2 separate regions of the Pan troglodytes genome follow, and region 1 is linked to region 2. Evidence: chromatin contacts called from public Hi-C data. All regions are on one chromosome and are shown on one strand. Each heading gives the region's core, a stretch centred on a gene start, on an enhancer-like site or on the middle of the called end of the contact. The rest is flanking DNA. Distances are from core to core; before and after follow the strand shown.

Region 1 (5,085 bases), core at 302-2,801, 970 kb before region 2:
GCATACTCCCGCCCGCAGGCCCCCGCGCCCCGGACCCCGAGGGTTCGAGTCCCGTCTCCCCTCCCCGGCCAAAGACAGGCACCCAGGGACCCGCGCGCCGCGCCCACTCCCTCCTCACCCGGAATCGAAACTGGCCCGTCGGGGGGACCCGCGCCATGGCGTCGGGCTGCGGTCAGGCCGGGGGAGGGAGGCGGCCGCCACCCTCTCGGCTCGTTCGTTCGCCCGCTCGCCCCGGGGGCCCGCGGCGCGAGGGGCCGGCGCCCCGCACTTCCAAACCGCAGCCAGCCCAGCAGCGCTGCTGCCGAGGGCGCCCTCCCCGCCCGGGCGCGGAGTCGCGCCTCCTTCATCGCTCGCCACCCCCCCTCGAGGAGTCGCGGCGCGGGGACCGCAAACGGCTCGGCGCGGCTTCCAGGGGCTTCAAAGACAACAATAAGAAAATGGCTACAACTCAATTGCCTCTCCGCACCCCCTCCGAGGGCCACCGCGCCGGGGGGTGGGGGTGATGGCGGGCGGGCTGCTCCCGGCGCGGGGCGCCGATTTCGGGCGGCTCTCCACGCCCCTCCGGCCAAAAGACACAACTCGGTGCGCAGGGGGCGACGCGGGGAATCCCCCAGCACCCGGCGAGCCCGCGCCCCGCCGCCCGCACTCACCGGGTGTCTGGTCTGCGGGTACATCTTGCTCAGGTCGCGAATCATCCAAGCCGATTTAGTTGGCTGCGCTCGGCAGAGGCGCGCGGCTCATTGGCTTTAATGACCCCGAAGAGGAGGCGGCCGCGGCAGCGGAGGCGGCCGGCTCGGTCTGAGGGGCGGCTCGGGCGGTCCCGGCCCCCGCCGGGTCTCGCGTGACACGGGCGGCAGGAACGCGCGGCGGCGGCTGGGTGCCGGCTGCCGGGCCGCTCCGCATTCCCCGCGGGCGTCACTGGCCCGCCGCGGGCATTGTCCGGCGCGCGTCTCCCAAGGCAACGCTCCGACGTTCGCTCCGCCGAGGCGCACCCGCCGAGCCCGGCGCCGCGGCCGCCGCTCACCCGGCCGGGAAAGTGCGGGCTCCGCGCCCCACCGCCCGCCGGCAGCTCCTCTCGCTCGCTCTGCGTCCCACTCCAAACTTTTTTTATTTGTCTTTTAATTGGTTGTTATTCCTCCGAATGAATGATCTTTCTTCTTCCCTAAAAGCAAACACAAACTCCTTTGGTTCGGAAGAGGTCTCGGCGGTGCTTTTTGGTTTCTCTGGAGATTTTTTTCACTTCACAGCAACGATCTTTTAAAAGGCACCTTTTAGCTTCTTTTACCACATCTCATTTCCTTATTTTTCTTCCTTCCTGTTTTCTTGTCTTTTTTTTAACCCCAAATTGAAGGGGATTATAAAAATAAAAGAGTGAAACGCTTGCGGCTTTTTTTTTTAATTCTCTCTCCTTTCAAACTCTGCGAACACCACCTCAAAATAATATACAAGTGTGTGAGAAAGGGGGAAGAAAGCAGCCAACAACCCAAACACCCGCTCAGCACAGCTCTAACAACACGCTCTGTGTAGGTGACTTCTTTGACCAAATTTAGCAGCAGCTAATCATTAACATTCTGATACATATTCACAATCTTCCGCGGGGCGGCCGCGCAGCATCCCGGGAGATGTAGTCCGCTCCGGGCGACCCTGCCTGAGAATACGGCCAGATTGACTACAATCACCGGCCCGCCATGCGAGCGCTCTGGCGAGCTCTCCAAGCGGCCCGCCCACCCCCGTTGCGGTAGGCGTCTCCAGCAACCAATCAGAGGTGGCTGAACATTAATCGCCGTTCTGTGTTAGTGCCCATCATTTCACTGCTGACAAATGGCAAGCCAGCGGGGAGGAGCCAACCCAGCTGAAACCCACGTGGGGGCCGGGCGTCGCCTGTAGCTCCGACCAATTAACGAAGAGGAATGAGGTTGGCGGAGGCGGGGCGGAGATGGCCCGCCCAAGGCGGAGCTTCGCCTTGGCTGACGTTCCTTAGCGCGAGCGTTCGAACCGGGAAAACATTTGTTCAGCTGTCAATCAAAGTAACGTGGGGCTGGGAGAATCGGCGGCTGCTGCTGTTGCTGCTGCCCTGGCTGCATCTTCAGAATTAGGTGTTGGTGGTGGTGGTGGTGGTGGTGGTGGCGGCAAAATAAAGAGGGTGGAGGGAGCGGTGAGCCTGAGGGCTGGTCAAAAGATCTTCTTCCGAGTCTCGTCCTCCCGCCCACCCGTCTCCCAACCCAGACACCTTCGGCCCCTCGCTCCGCAGCCGCGCCAGGAATGCGGACTAATTAGGGTCCAATGTCTCCTTAAAGAGACAAGCTCGGCCTTGTGTGACGCGCCGAAACCCCTGTTGAGACAAGAGGGGGAGGATCACGCTGATCTTACTTCGTTCGGTTCACATCAATTTTACGCGCCGCTGGAGCCGGCATAATTTTCCGTGTGAACGCGGACTCGGTCCCCGTTCTTGTTTAGAGCCAGAAATGGAGTCGCGAGATGCTGGCTGGGGCCGGGGCCGCGGGGTGGGCGTGGAGCTCGTCCCTCCAAGCCCCGCGGGGGCTGTGATTGCCATTTAGTTCCGAAACAGGCCTCCCTCCCTCCACCCCCGGAGGCACTCGGAGAGAAAGCGCATCCCGACGCTCCATCGGGGGTCGCGGGGGGCAGTAACCGTGGGGGCTCCGGGTGGGGCTGAAGATCCGGGAATCAGAGACGCTGGACCTCCAAAGAAACTTTGCCGACTGGGCCACGTGAACCCCGCACACGGTCGGTACTGAACAGAGCAGGCCGACGGGGCACGGGTAGAAAACGCCCCTGCGCGCCCTGGGACGTTCCCTCCCCCAGATCAGTACCAAGACTGCGCCTCTTTTTCCCGCTCTTTGGAGAAGCGAGTCAAGTTTATCCCCGTTAAAAACAGAGCAGGGTGCCACGCGGGCCCGAGAGATGGCGGAAAGGTGGGGGTGGCCCCAGGGGCAGATGCTGGAGGAGGAGAGAAAGGGGCAGCCATGGCTGAGGAGGGTCACCCCTAGGGAGGGGCCTGGGAAATGGGGGCGGCCCCCGTCAGTGCGCCTTTCCATCCTTAGTCCGTGTCCAGCTGGAGGCAGCGCCCCAGTTCAAGGGGAGGCTGCTGAGGCTCGCAGTCTTTCCTAGCGAGCGTCTAATCTTGGGGACAGGGAAAAAATTCGGAAAAAGTCGAGAAGAGTGTTGGCTAATGTAACAGGCTGGGTTTTAGACGTTTATTTCTATGCGTGCTTGCCTACTGTAACTTGACCTGTTGGCTGAGATGGTGCCGCCGGTTCGGCGTTAGTGGAAAACTATTCTTCTTAATGATATCCCTTTCCTCAGTGGATGACTCGGTGACTTAATGTCCAACCTAGCACGTTCTGTGAACCTCCTTCCGTTCTGGCCACTGTAGTGAGCTGGTGCAAAGGAAGGCTATGGTGGTCTTCACCTGCCTCTAATTTCATACTAAAAACCCAGAGCCAAAGTTCACAGAATGTTTCAATTCGGCAAATATTTTCGCCTCCATCCCCAAAATAAGAGGACAGAGAACTCCTTTTGACAGTTTTCTGAACCTCTGCTGTTCCATACCTAGCCACATGTGACTGTTAAGCACTTGAAATGTGTCCAATTTAAAATGAGATGTGCTGTAAGTACACATATATGTGGCATTTTGAAAAAATTAATGTGAAAAAACTGCAGCTCAATAATTTATAATTATGTCAAAATTGTGATATTTTGAATAACTCAGTTAAAAATATTAGTAAAATTAATTTTGTCTGTTTCTATTTATTTATTGTATTGATGGGGGTCTTCTTGTGTTGCCTAGGCCGGCCTCAAACTCTGAAGCTCAAGCTATCCTCCTGCCTGAGCCTCCAGTGGTGTTGGGACTGCAGGCATACACTTTTTTTTTTTTTTTTTTTGAGACAGAGTTTCGCTCTTGTTGCCCAGGCTGGAGTGCAATGGCACGATCTCGGCTCACCGCAACCTCCGCCTCCTGGGTTCAAGTGATTCTCCTGCCTCAGCCTCGCGAGTAGCTAGGATTACAGGCATGCGCCACCACACCCAGCTAATTTTTTGTATTTTTAGTAGAGACGGGGTTTCTCCATGTTGGTCAGGCTGGTCTTGAACTCCTGACCTCAGGTGATCTGTCCGCCTCGGCCTCCCAAAGTGCTTGGATTACAGGCGTGAGCCACCGTGCCCAGCCTCTTTTTACTTTTTTAACTTTGTTCCTAGAAGATTTTAAATTATGAGGCTTACATATTTCCATTAGACAGCCCTGCCCTGAAACCTTCCCAAGAATCAAAAGTGAGAAGACTTTAGTGATACAATTTGCACACGAGGACAGCGAAGTTTCTAAGAACACCAGCAACAACCATGTTTTATTCTAAGGTTGGTTAGTTGCTTGCTCCCACTAGAGCTTTTCAATGGTTTGTGAAATCACCCACAGTGCCTCTGTAGGAAGTTCCATGTTCTCTATTTTAGCCAGAATGTTAGCAAGTTCCATGAGAACAGGGACCTGGTTGTGTTCACAGTTGCACTCCAAACGCCCCAAATTATGTCTGCCATCACTGTCTGGTAGTTGGTGCTCAGTAAATATTTGTTGATGGCATTAATGAATGAATACCTCATTGCATCCTTATAGAAAGTTTCCACATCATTTGGGTCATATTTATTGAAATTCTGTGCAGTTTTCTCTCAGGACAGGAAACGAGAATTCTAAGAATAGAACCCGAAGAACTATTGAAAGGGTCAGTGGACAAAGAGGAAACTTTGCTCTGTTAGGAAATATCAAATCACTTATAGCAAGGATCTTTCCCCTAATCTCTCTCGATGGTTTGTGTCAACAGAAAAGTGGCTAGAGAAATCAAGATGTTTCTTTATTTTTTAAGTTCTGTATTAAAATATAGCCCTTGGATGTGTTTCACATTTTGGCCACGTGGCAGAGCTATGTAACTCACCTCAATGTCTCAGAAAGATGCAAATGCAGCAACTGGCGGCCCAGCCCTAGCCGTAACACAGACTGTAAGTGGGGCTCATGGCCACTTTTTCTCCTTTTCTCTGCTGTGCTTCTCTCATTGCACTTCTCGCTAACAGTTGAGCCAA
Region 2 (5,136 bases), core at 2,117-4,616:
CTTACCGGTTTCTGCTTTTACAAACTTTATCTTCAGTAAGCCCTACATTTCACACTCAAATCATGGTTAGTAGTCATCTTTTTTTGCATATCACTATCTGATTTTAGAATTTTCTAGTGACCCTTCAAACATTGTATGTTCATAGCTTCAACAGAAGTTATTGCTAAAAGGGATCTGTATTAGCTTCCCATTGCTGCTGTAACAAATTGCCAAAGTTTCAGTAGCTTAAAAACAGTACAAATATATTGTATTGTCTGTTCTCATGCTGCTAATAAAGACATACCTGAGACTGGGTCATTTATGAATAAAAAGAGGTTTAAAGGACTCACAGTTCCACATGGCTGGGGAGGCCTCACAATCATGGCAGAAAGCAAAGGAGAAGCAAAGTCACGTCTTATCTGGCAGCAGGCAAGAGAGCTTGCGCAGGGGAACTCCCATTTATAAAACCATCAGTTCACATGATACTTATTCACTACCACAAGAAGAGTGTGGAGGAAAGCCCCATGATTCAATTATCTCCACCTGGCCCCACCCTTGACAGGTGGGGATTATTACAATTCAAGGTGAGATATGGGTGAGGACACAGCCAAACCATATCATGTATTATCTTGCAGCTTTGGAGATCAGAAGTTCAAACTGGGTTTCTCAGGGCTAAGACCAAGCAAGGCTGTGTTTCTTCTGAAGGCTCAGCAGGAAGAAGTCATGTCCTTGCCTTTTCCAGCTTCCAGAGGCTGCCCACATTCCTTGGCTGATGGCCTCCTTCCATCTTCAAAGCCACCAATGACAGATTGGTGTTCTTCTCACATTGCTTCACTCCAACCCTGCTTCCACTGTCACATCTCCTTCTCTGACTCTGCCCACCTCTCATCTTTTAAGAATCCTGTTATTACATTTGGGCCCACACAAATAATCCAGGATAAAAGGATAATTTTTCTATCTTAACATCCTATCTTAATCACATCTGCAAAATCCCTCTTGCCATGGAACATAACACATTCACAGACTCCAGAGATTCTAGTGTGGACTCTTTGGGAAGCTATCGTTTTCCCTACCATAGGAGCTCAATATATTGGCTAGTGAAGTCTTCCATTTCACAGGTGAAGAACAAGCGGCAAGGAGATGGAAGTTCTTGCTCACCAAAACGCCCTGGGGTAGAATCAGAACTACAATCCACATTGCCCACATTCCATCCCAGTACTCTAGAATACCCCAGTAAAACTATAATTTAAGATGAACCTGGTAACTAAAAAGAATATCATTAAAGCAACTATCTTTCTAGGACTGAAAAAGTTTTCCCAAATTCAATAAATTATTCTGTGATTTAACAGTTTTCTAATTATTAAGTATTTTAAGGTAATTCCTTGGCTGCCTAAAAGAGTTAATATTTCCTTTTAAATGTACTTGATTTGCAGAAAGAATTCTCATTTCATGCCATAAAGAAGGCTGAGGAAGGTCAAATTCACTTACTTTATAAAAGAATCTTCTAAATCAAATAAATTGCTTCATTTTATTTCACTTATTGTGATTAATATTTGGACAGTGGTTATAATTCCCTCTTCAGTTTTTTTGTTTTGTTTTGTTTTGTTTTTTAATGGACTTTATTTTTTAAAGTAGTTTTAGGTTCACAGCAAAACTGAGAGGAAAGTACGTACAGAGAGTTCCCATGTACCCTCTCCCCTCACACACATAACAGCCTCCTTTATTAAAAATATTTCCCACCAGTATGGTATGTTTGTTACAACTGACGAACCCACATTGACACATCATTATCCCCCAAAGTTCATAGTTTACATTAGGGTTCACTCTTGATGTTGTACATTCCGTGGGCCATAAGGGGTCAATCCATCCTCGTGGGATCGTAAATAGGTAATATGAAGCTTCCCATCTGACTGGGAGCCACCTGGGCTAAGGTCTTTTGACAGCAGGCGATGTTTCATGGATGCTTAGTGAATTGAAGATGAGCAAAAAATGCCCATTAGTTGCCTCTTTGGGCCCCAGCTCCTCTTCCCATGCAACAAAAAATGGCAACAAACAATCCCCCTGAATCGCCCCCCACCCCCTGCCATGGAAGAGATGAGCACCATCAAGGACAGGCAGCACTCACTCCCTCCAAGTACCTTCTTGTTTCCTAATGAACTTCAGCATTTCAATTCTTGGTATACACATCTTTAAAATGCCAGGCACCAGGCACCAAGCAATCCTCAAAAAAACAGACTTTTCCACAGTCTCCACCAAGGACTGCAGTCACCAGGGTGGTGAAATGGTCCAAGAACCTCTGACTGACAGCCCTGCCACAGAGCAGCACTTTGGGATTACTCCCACAACATCTTGCCTCCCCATCCACTTGACAGTTAAACAATACTTAGCGGAACGTGGTTTACAGTACAACTTAAAGTCAACAGTGGACTAGGAGCCAGGGCCTGATAAGAAAAGAAAAAAATTAAACAAATCAATCATGAAGCTAATGTTAGAAAGGGAATGGAACTCAACAACAGAAACAAGGGAATGGAGATGCATCGCCAGTTGAAATTTGAGCAGAAATACAAAGTTGATGAAGCAGAAAGAGGCCAGAAACTCTTTGCCATGAGGCTAAGCTGCCCTGCCTTTCTGCCCAGAACCAAGGCAAAGCTTTGCACATCTCCTGCAGTTCCTTTCTCTTGCACATCTGGGCTTCCCGCAGCCTAGGCAGCCACGGAGCATTTGGACGCTCTTAATAATAATGCTGGGTGCAGCCTTGTGTGCATCAGATATGAGGCTCCTCTCCAAGCAGAGCCCTCTGCCAAATGGGCCCCAGCACCTTGCCCCTTGCAGCCTGCTGATAATCTGCAGCTTGTCTGTAATTGTTGCGGGAACATGTACTTTCTTTCGCTGATGATTTTGGCATCCTCGCAGGACTCTACCCAAAAAGGCACTGAACAATGGGATGTGATTGTTTTGAAATGTACCCAACAGGAAGCCCTCCTCCGACACGCACTCAGGCCCCAGGCTTTAGGGATTGAACGGATTAATGGAGTTCAGCTGCAGTTTACAGTTTATCATCAACCAAGTGCTGCTCTGGCTGCCTGTCTTCCCTTCTCCAGCTTCTAAAGAAAAATAAAGGGAAAGAAGAAAGGAAGGAAAAGTAGCAGCCCCAGCACATTCACTGTATAACAATCTGAACAACGGAAAGGGAAAAAAATGCCCTCAGTGACCATGAAACTGACAAGGCTCCCCAAAATGGCTTCCAGCTTTCAGTTTGTCATGCAGAGCTGTCTCCCCTTCACTCTCCCAACCCTCTCCCCCGTTTATAATCATCGTTCAAAGTGGTGAAAGGCCTAATTGCCCCGAGCAGTGTGGTCAATCTTCCTGGAGATTTAGCTGCCTGCTTTCATCTGGCAGCCTGGGAGGGAACTCAGTATTTCCCTCCAGGCAATCTATATGGTCTAGCAGTTCACTGCGGAAAGTGGTGCCTTATCGATTTCTGCCATAGCTTCCATGGCTGACTCAAGGATCAGAGGCTCTGACAATGACTAACAAGTTTAAACCATTAGTCCCATTTGTAACTACTCAGCGAAAGGCTTGTCAGTCACCGCGTACCATATACTGCAGCTTTTAGCAGATTTCTAATCCCATTCATTTTGCCACAATGACCCCTGTAGTTAATGGGGGTTATCGGAAAACTATTTTTTCCCTTCAAAAGTGGTGCCTTTTTCTTCTTCTTCTTCTTTTAGGAACATAAAAACCATTTCGGTTCTGATGTTTCAAAATAGTGATGCAGGAAATGATCAGTGTCCCTCTTAGGAGAAAACCTGTATCCTGGTGTACGGTACGATATGTCTGATCCTGAAAACGCAGACAGAGTCAGGTGGCAGAGAGTGATTCATCAGAAACAGATCCTCTCTGTCTTACCCCTGTCTTACTTTTATAGAGGTTTGTCTTAACACCTGTTTTCTCCTCCCTCTGACCTAGAAGTGGATCATTTTCCTGTGAGAAACTTCTCTCTTTCTGGATAACTAATCACCCCACAGGCTAAAGCCTGTTACGTAAAGTGTGGTCCCCTGAATCAGCATCACCCAAGAGCTCGTTATAAATGCACAATTTCAAGCCTAGCCTTAGACATTCTGACTCACAATCTGTGTTCTAACCAAATCCCTGGATGATGGCTGTGCATTTGAAGGCTTGAGAATCACTGGTCTAAAGAAGCTATGTTTTTTCACTTTTACATTAAATACAGCAAAATTTAACATTTCCACTATATATTAGGATATTTTTAAGAAAAAAATGAGATTTTCTGCATAATAGTTCCAGTGATATTCTCCTTGTAGTTCTGACAATCGAATGTTTTTCATCTTCATATCCACAGTCGCTAATCCAGTACCTGGTGGAGGGTTAGTACAAGATAAATAGTTGTTGAACTATTCATGAACATATGTTGAATTCACAAGAATGAACAAATGAATGAGAATGAAGAAAGAAATGTGATGTGTCTCTCAGTGATATAGAGAGCCAGGACTGACGAAAAATGAGAAAGCTGGCTCAGAGGACAAGCCTCTCCATTCATTTTTTATGGATATTTAATAGTTACATATATTTTGGGGGTACATATGATTTTGATACCTGTATACAATGTACAATGATCAAATCAGGGTAATTGGAATATCCATCACCTCAAACATTATTCTTTCTGTTGGGAACATTGTAACTTTTCTATCTATTTTGAAATATACAATAAATTGTTGTTAACAATAATTTCCCTGCCATACTTTTGAATACTAGAACTTATTTCTTCTAACTGTATGTTTATACTTGCCCATCAACCAACCTGTCTTCATACCCTTCTCCACACTGCCTTCTTCCCAGCCCCTGATAACCATCATTCTACTCTCAATTGTCATGAGATCCACTTTCTAGCTCCCTCATATGAGTGAGAACATGCAGTATTTGTTTTGCTGTGCCTGGTTTATTGTCCTTAACATAAGGACCATCTGTGTTGCTGCAAATGACAGGATTTCACTCTTGTTTATAGCTGAATAATATTCCATTATGTATATGTACCACATTATCTTTATCCATTTATCCATTGATGGACACTTAGGTTGCTTCCAAATTTTGGCTATTGTGTATAGTGCTGTCATAAGCATGGGAGTGCAGATATCT

What was found. A called contact is a pair of places that touch in the nucleus more often than the background predicts.
Region 1: a contact with region 2 is called in a Hi-C map of stem cell-derived neural progenitor cells, with 4 times the contacts expected there. The contact joins the promoter of TLE4 here to the enhancer-like site in region 2. A contact is called at or near these places in 1 of 7 Hi-C or Micro-C datasets (stem cell-derived neural progenitor cells) and 1 of 1 datasets of contacts at active chromatin or transcription factors (stem cell-derived excitatory neurons).

The regions. Positions count from the first base shown.
Region 1 is chr11:70,064,494-70,069,578 of NHGRI_mPanTro3-v2.0_pri, reverse strand. TLE4 (TLE family member 4, transcriptional corepressor) reads right to left here and starts at 1,551. Exons shown (of 19, transcript XM_063787791.1): 1 at 651-1,551. The coding sequence starts at 695.
Region 2 is chr11:69,096,586-69,101,721 of NHGRI_mPanTro3-v2.0_pri, reverse strand. No RefSeq gene overlaps it. Among named protein-coding and RNA genes, the nearest start is that of PSAT1, 320 kb to the right of the region's middle. Within about 2 kb of position 3,366, at least 2 of the 24 cell types and tissues checked have an H3K27ac peak or open chromatin away from gene starts, as enhancers often do. A contact at or near this core is called in stem cell-derived neural progenitor cells, where this site is marked.